2 separate regions of the Gasterosteus aculeatus genome follow, and region 2 is linked to region 1. Evidence: chromatin contacts called from public Hi-C data. All regions are on one chromosome and are shown on one strand. The core of a region is the stretch at or near the end of the contact, and the rest is flanking DNA. Distances in the headings are between cores, read along the strand shown. Region 1 has its middle 60 kb from the start of cdin1. Region 2 holds the start of meis2a (Meis homeobox 2a).

What was found. Hi-C and Micro-C count contacts between places; a contact is called where the count stands out from the background.
Region 2: a contact with region 1 is called in a Hi-C map of skeletal muscle, with 12 times the contacts expected there. The contact joins the promoter of meis2a here to the enhancer-like site in region 1. A contact is called at or near these places in 6 of 6 Hi-C or Micro-C datasets (blood and trunk muscle, liver, skeletal muscle and 2 more).

Annotation. Positions count from the first base shown.
Region 1 is chr15:10,556,516-10,560,546 of fGasAcu3.hap1.1, forward strand. No RefSeq gene overlaps it. Among protein-coding and RNA genes, the nearest start is that of cdin1, 60 kb to the left of the region's middle. Within about 2 kb of position 1,921, at least 2 of the 9 cell types and tissues checked have open chromatin away from gene starts, as enhancers often do.
Region 2 is chr15:10,634,295-10,638,325 of fGasAcu3.hap1.1, forward strand. It overlaps meis2a (Meis homeobox 2a), which reads right to left and starts at 2,386. Exons shown (of 13, transcript XM_078089605.1): 1 at 1,082-2,386; 2 at 236-462. The coding sequence starts at 1,093.

The sequences.
Region 1 (4,031 bases), core at 671-3,170:
CATCCAAGAGATTTATCCTCAATATTTCCGCTAAAACCACACTTTAATTTGATCAATTCGGTGTGACATAGAGATTAATCATGGGCGTTTACACTATTTCATCATTTGTATTCTTCAAGAGCTCTATATATAACTTTTTTTTATTATTATTATTATTTTTTTTAATACAACAATTGAAATAGTTTCAATCCGATTGCTTATCCTGTGTAATTATATACTGTTCTGATATGTCAAGGCTTCAGTTTTTAAGATACAATCCTAATTCTGTATTTATGAAAAGGCCATTGAATAAATAAGGAAGTGCGCGTTTGTGAAAGGGCAATGGAGAGCCAGCAGTGGGACTATCTGCAGGTCGTTTCTTCCTCCAATGTCTGAGAAAATACCTTCATAAATGATAAATATAGTGGAGCTGTCTCCCGCAGACACGGTCAGCAGCGGCAAATGGGAGTTAAGGCAAAAGAGTTTGCCACATTGATGCAGTTGTTGACAATTAAGGAACACAAACACACGCGGATAGAGGGGGGGAGTTATATAGATAGAGGGTGAGAGAGAGAGAGAGAGAGAGAGGGGTCAAACATGCATTTACTGTCTGCTTTTGGGACCATTTGGTTTATTCCAGTGGAGTATCCTATTTGTGTTACTTGACCAGCAAATAAAGACTTTTTATTTATTCTAAATGTTACGCTGTTTGTTGAAGGCCAGCAGTCTGGTGTTGCAGCCATTTGAACTCCTTTTTTTGCCTTTCACAAATAATAAATGTTTGTGAAATCACACCTCAGCGGACAAAAAGGTGGTTGGCCTTTCGGTCCTGTGTGACTTCCTGTTTGACTCAATCATAAAAATCCCTCACAGCGTGAATGTACATGTCCGTTTGACTTCACCAGCGGGATGCAAAGCTGCACTATATCTCTTTGATAAAGACGGATGTTAATAACATTTCTGTGTGTCATCCCAAGAAAAGAAAAAAATGACACAAGTCCAGAGATGAAAAATAAAGGAAACGTAACACAATCCTGAAAAAGGAAAAAAATGCAGTCATAAAACCTGCGTGAAGACGGAGTTTTGCATTTCACTCGATTATCATTCCAGAGTTTGGAGTGCGCAGATGAACTCTGCCTTTTATTTTCTAAAGAAGAAAAAAAGAGAAAAGAAGGGGAAAAAAGAGAAAAAAAATGCAGCCAGTCCCCTTTTAAAGAAAGCCCTTTCGGTGGTGCTATAATAAACCATTTTCCCCGGGCTTTATTGATCAGTCACTCTGAGCTAATGTAATTATCCTCATCAATAGGGGGACTGCAGGGAGAATCATTATGCGGTTGACATTGATAAATGATCACCCAAATGCGGCCCTTTTCTCCCAGGGACCTCCGCCTCTGACCCGCTCTCACAGGCCTACATAACGTAGCCATAGAAACACCTTATGGCAGGAGGAGAAAAAACTGCTGAAATGTTTTTTTTTAAAGGAGGGCAGCGCGCGCACACGCACACAACGATTGTGCGTCTATATACACAAAACCTAAAAACTGTCCCCCTGAGCAAGTCATTTCGGGAAGAGCCAGCTGCAAAGCGAAGGACACTCAGCCCCTCGTGCACGTCCTTTTTTTTATGACCACCATCCAATTCAGCAGTTTGAAAGAAAAGCAAAGCAGACACAAAACTTCTTTTTTTTCCTCCAAAATCTGCAGCTAATGCATTTGTGTATCTAAAAAAAATACCCGATTTGTGTTGTGTCTTACCATATAACAGAAGGAGTATTAACATTAACACGCGCGCAAAGTGTTTCTCGCGAGCAAACTGTGTGTGGACTTTTAATATTGTTGCACGGGCGTCTTCCCGAGGACCAGGCTGCATTGTGCAGCAGTGCAGAGGGAATATATTCCTTATTTGATTCGTGCAGCAGCAGCAGCAGCAGCAGCAGCCCGGACTGGCTTTGACAGGGAGGAGATGAAGGGGAGGAGTTGTTTAGCTCGGCTGGATCATCCATCATCCCTGTCACACCGAATCGGCAAAAGGAAAGCAGCAGAGGCAATCTACCTTCTGTCTCATCGGGGGAGAGGGGGGGGGGGACTGGAGGAGGAGATGGGGGTGGGGGGAGAAAAGAAAGAAGAAAAAAAAAACTATTAATATTAAAATCCTCTCCATCCACAGTAATCCTCACGTTTTCTCTCTTTTTCATCCGATAATCTCCGCACAAAACGGAGGGCTTCTTCCTTCCGTTTTATCCAAAGAATAATAGAGCGCCAGAAAAACAAAAAAAAGGACGTTTAAGGTTTGAATGGTTGAGAGAAGAAGATGCGTCGTTAACTAGACTGGTGTGAAACCAATAAATACACTTTTTTTTTACCCCAATCTGATTAAGGCCTGAACATCTCGCCGTGTGTGCGCATCCACGTGTGCAGAGAAATTGTTTAACTAACATTAAATATGCAAGTATTATAAACTGGAATTTTAAGAAAACGACTCGCGGGTAACATTCAAACCAGATGCTAAATATAACGTAAAGGAACTGTGTAAGCTGACTGTGACTTGACTAAACAGATATTTCTAAATAAACATAAAATACACTGATTTTACTTTAACGGTTTTAATGGCTTTCTATGGTACTGTAACTATTTAGATCACAAAGTTATTGTGCTTTTCATCAATTGTTTTTAGACAGGAACAATGATATAATTACTCAAACAGGCCTTTATGTTCTGGTTAAACATATATTTATCGTTTTTTAGGATGGGTTGGATTAATTCCACATTTATTTAAAAAAGCTAAATAAACGATCAGATTTTATAACAAATTGTACGAGGAGAAAAAAATCTACTTTCAGAAGGCCACATGAAAATCAGTATATAAGTATAAACGCAATTCAGACGTGTAAGTACACTTAATAGCTCATTTTAAAAATGCATTCTTTATATTAATTATATTATTATTAGTATAATTATTATAGGTTGTGCCATCTGTTTGTACACACACAAGACATGAGATAAGCATTATGGCAGGCCTAAAAAAAAAAAGAAATGAAAAAAAGAAATTTGAGTCCTTGATTCCGAGAGATGAGGTTTAAAGTTCTGTGTGAAGGACAGAACACGTTTGAGCCCAAGTGATGATGTCATTTTTAGGTTTTAGGCTATGACTTGGATGGCCGCGGGCAAACAGGCAAAGAGATGGAGAAGAGAGAAGAGATAGCCCATCAAAGCCCATCTGTGCACCCCGTGACGGCGCTGCCACATTAGGCCGACAGGAGGCGCTGCAAAACGGCAGAAAGGAGCAGAGCACACTGCGAGAGGGTCAAACATTATTCTCACTCACAGAATAATTGCACCAGGGACAAATCGACGCTCTATTGTTTGGACACCAGGGAGAGTGTTAACAGTGAAAACACCTAAACCAAATTCCCTTGTTTTTTAAGTTCAAAATGAAGATCAACCCTATCTTTTTACACGATCAATAATACTATGTTAATAAATATTGTATTGCATGCGTTTTATTAATTTGAATTTCTTAGCATATACCGATTTTTCTTCAAGAAAATTAAGTATTAAATAATGCTCTTTGGGAAAAGTCATTTATTTTAGTTTATCATGCCAGTTTTATCCCCATACACGATGGGGACGGAGGCTCAACTGTTGTTGAGCTTTTTATTTAATTTACCACCCCATCAATGACAGTGTATCCTTTAGTCTAAAACCTTTTGCTTTAATTCAAGTAATAATTCATTTGCAGTTGATTATCATTTGGAGGACATATTTTAGTGCCTAAATAGCCCTGTAAGATATATTTAAACAATAATGTGTTATTCATATTACCAGAGGGAATTTATTAACTAAATATGCAGTCTGGTTAAAACAAGCTACTGCAAATAGATTTCTGAAAAAAAGCTCAACTGTTTTTCTGACTATTTACAAAACTAAAGCTTGAGGCCTTGTTGACAAACAACAACGCATCCAGAACACGTTCTGTGAACAATAACAATAATAATACAATTACTTATATTAGTAATAATAATGGTTAACCAATTAGTATGATCACTATTATGT
Region 2 (4,031 bases), core at 1,136-3,635, 78 kb after region 1:
CTTCTTGATGCCCCCCTAACAATGCGTGTGCGATTACACATGGGACAAAACTCACCCGACCAACAAAGGGGCTCCGACATTGCGGTAGAATTTAGGTGGTGGGAGAGAAACTCCATCAAAACTCACTAATAGAAAAAAGCTTAGAAAAACTTGACTGAGGCAGTGGGGTGTAGGAGGAGGGGGAAAAAATGTATATATATATATTGCACGCATGTTTGTTTCATGCAAACCTTACCCATAAATTTGATCTTTATCCCTCTTTAAAACGTCGTTGACAGCGGAGCCCATGCTGGCGGGCATGACGTTGGGGTGCGGAGCGTGGGCTCCGTAGTGCTGGCTGGCGTGCAGCGGCGGTCCGTGGTTCAGGTGGTGGACCTGGGGAAGCGGCCGGGGAGCGTGCGGGTCCCCGTACATCGACGCCGAGACTCCGTCCATCCCACCGTAGTGGGCCAGCTCATCGTACTGGGGAATAGATCAACAACAACAAACAACGACGACGACAACAAGAAGAAAGGAAGAAAAAAAAAAGTCCGGTTACTTTCGCATTTAAAAACGAAAAGCGTGCAAAGGAGATTTGCAAGAGAATGAAGCAAAGAAAGAAAGAAATTTAAAATAAATAAATAAATGCACAGCGCGTGCCGCCTCGGCGTGGATACACGCAAAAGGAGACCTAACGAGCTCGTGCGAATGCGCTGCAAGCCAGCGCAGGATAAAAAGCAAAGTGTCGTATATTGTACATATACACGCATATACACACGTCTGATAAACAGTTTGCCATTACCAAAAACATTAGAACTCAAAGGCGCTCCGCGTAAGGGAGCTCGGTGGCCGAAAAAGAGCGAATTAGTTGGGAGTTCTCCTGTGAACGCGATCCACGACTGTCGTGGGGGCTCGTCGGGGTGAAAGCAGAGGCTGTCACTTTGCCTGGAGAGCAAGGGGCGCTGCAACAACAGAAACGTCAAATATAGCAGCTTTGATGTGAATGCTGCCGCCCGAGAACAAGTTATCGATACGAGCGCCTCCCCTGCAGTGGATTTGAACAGGTACGTGTAAGGAGATTTAAAAAAAAAAAAAAACCTACCCTTTGCGCCATTGGGCTGCGCTCCAATAAACTCCTGAATCTGTCGTATATTTAATATCCCAGTCCCCGTTCAGAAAGTGATTTAGAGATCAAGATTCCGTTTTCCGACCAACTTTGCGACTTCTCCTATTCGCCAGTGTGGTTCAGTGGAGATCGTAGCATCGGGGAGTTTTGCAATTTCTCTTGTTTTCCCTCTTTCCACGGGAGGGGAGAGAAAAAAAGAAGCAAAAATGCGCCAAAGTGAAGGTTACAATCGGCCCATCAACAACCTGCATGTAACTAAACTGTCGTGTCTCATGGCTTTTTGCCACTCCGGCTGTCAATCAAAGCCAGAGGTTGTCAAGGTAATGAATGAATGACGGTCGGCGATGATGTTCAGGAGAAGGACGAATCTTTTTTAGTCCGTTTTCATCCCGCGAGTCCGCGTCTCCTTTAATGCCTCCAGATCGCTATCTTGTTTTATTATCACTGTAAAAAAAAAAAAAAAAAAGAAGAAGAAGAAGCAAAAAGAAGAGGAAGAAGAAGAAGGGAGGAAAAAGCAGTCGAAACGAAGAGACCGCGATTCAGATCTCTCCTTCCTTTCCCCCCGTAGGTATTTGGTCTATCTGGCGAGCCTGAGATGAGTGAGTGTCAGCGAGTGTTGGCAGGTTGGCTGCTAGCTTGCTTATAGAAACGGAGTCAGCGCGCAGCGCCGAGCGGTGGGCGAATGAAATGACGGATCCCGGAAGTAGCGGCGGCCATAGCCAGTCCTGCAGCAGCTCCACAAAAGAGAGAGGAGAGACCAAAGCGAGAGATATGCAGAGTGTATGCGGAGCACGGGGACGGCTTCAACTCCACACCGGGGCTATATATATATATATATATTAAAAAAAAAAAAAAAGCCAAACACACACAGCTCCCAACCCGATTCCTCTTTTCTTTTCCACCGTGAAGATTCCTAAAGGACAGGGAGAAAAAAGCAAACAGGGTGAAGGCTGAGTGAAGGAGGGTTTAGCAGCGCGGAGCTCTCTGAGTGACCACGCGAATCGTGATTTAGGGTACAATAAGTAAGAGTTTGAGGTAGATTTACGAGGGATGCAATGCACAACCTTTAAGCACAATAAAATGTGACATTAACAAATGGTAAACCTTTCAACTTTTGCGTCCCCGCGCGTCCTCCGTGACACGGCGGGATATTATAACGCTTACGAATGCTGAGGCGCTTACTTTATTTGTTTGTAGCTTGTGTACCTTTACAACTCTGAAATACCTCACAATCCAACAACACACTATCATTTGGCAAATGAATTGACACCCCTCTAATCCTAGAATGAACTTTTCCAACCGGGGGGGGGGGGGGGGGGGGGGCTTTGTGGAGAAAGTAATTTTGTATGTTTCTTTCGTCCAATCCCCTCTCTCAATAGAAAGCTGTGCCTTACCTCAGAGTAGTCAATTATCAAAGCTCCCTGAGATCATCAATCATGTGAGGAGATTGAAGTTTAGAGGAGGAGCAACGCTCCGGCCATCGATGGCAGTGAAGCCTTTTTTTGGGGGGGGGGGGGGGGGGGGTCGAGCACTTTTACGCACAGAAAAACAGAAGCAGGCCATCTATTCCCTTTAGAATGTGGCTCCATCAACGCTAATATGGCACCGCGGCTGTATTGATAGGCTCTCACATAAAGGCTCCTTTCATGGCTCCGTGACATTTTTGATGGTGAAATTAATTATTCACAGGTTAGGATTAAGGTAGACACACGCTCAGGGAGATGGGCTGTGGCCACCGGTGGAGGGTCAATAAACTCTCCCCACAAACAAAATACCAAACAGAGTTGCTTGAGGTCGTTTGCAGAAATCTGGGGAGTTTTTTTTATTTTTTATTTTTATAAAGGAAATCGATTCAATAAATGAAACCGTGACAACAGTTATGTTTGTTGGCATAATGTGGGTGGAGGAGAGGGAGTGGGGAGGGTGGTGGTGGTGGTGGTGGAGGGGGGGGAAGTGTAGGACTGCAGGGTTTGACAAACGGCTGTGTGGACATTTCAACGTGCAACACCCCGGGAAGGAGCTGCAGAGCGGTGCGCAGAGAGCCAAGGCATTCACCGTCTCCAAGTCTCTCCCACACTCTGTAAACACAACCAGCCCGGCCGGCAGACCGCGCTATTGGAGACTGATATTTTCATGAGCTAAATACTATCATTCACATTGATTTGTGCATTAACGCTTGACTTTTTTTTCTTCTTCTTATTCTTCTACTTCTTCCAACTTCCTTCTTTGGACAACCACGGTAAGTAGCACACACCTTACTGTATTTGCCGCTTTGTTGCACACGCGCGTCTTTACGCGGGGCAGTAAGGGGGGGTGGGAGGGGGCGGCGGGGGCGGCGGGGGGGGGGGGTTACGGTTGGACTATAAAAAAATAAAAAAAAAAGAACATGGAAGATATTGTCACTTGTATGTTTAATCTGCCGCTCGATGGAAGTATCCTTTAATCCCCAAACTGCCGTGGAGTTGGATGTATACGTGCTTCCAGGTCTTTACCGCATTTACTGTGGAAATATGTGATTTGCCCCCGAGGAGAGTGATGTAAACACCCGAAGAGCGTGTGAAAATAGCAGAGGCTAATTATGCGTGTCCAATGTACGGCTCCGCAGAAACGCGTCCTTCCCTGTAAAACTTTCAGCGAGGACTCCTAACGACGTGGAAATTCTAAGCTCCGTCTTTTTTTTTTGGTGAACTATTTATTGGAGCAATTAATGGAAGCCACAAACACACGGCGTCGTCACGAACGGCGTTTAGGTGGCGAAATGTCTTCATTTAGCTAAATAACAGCCTCGATGCAACATTACGCAGGTCGGTGTTTAATTTTCTAATTTTATTTTAATCATCATTCACTCAATAGGTAATTAAAATTAATTTTCCTCGTAAACAAGACCTGTGCCAATTTAAAACCTCCGGTTTATAACCTGACCGCA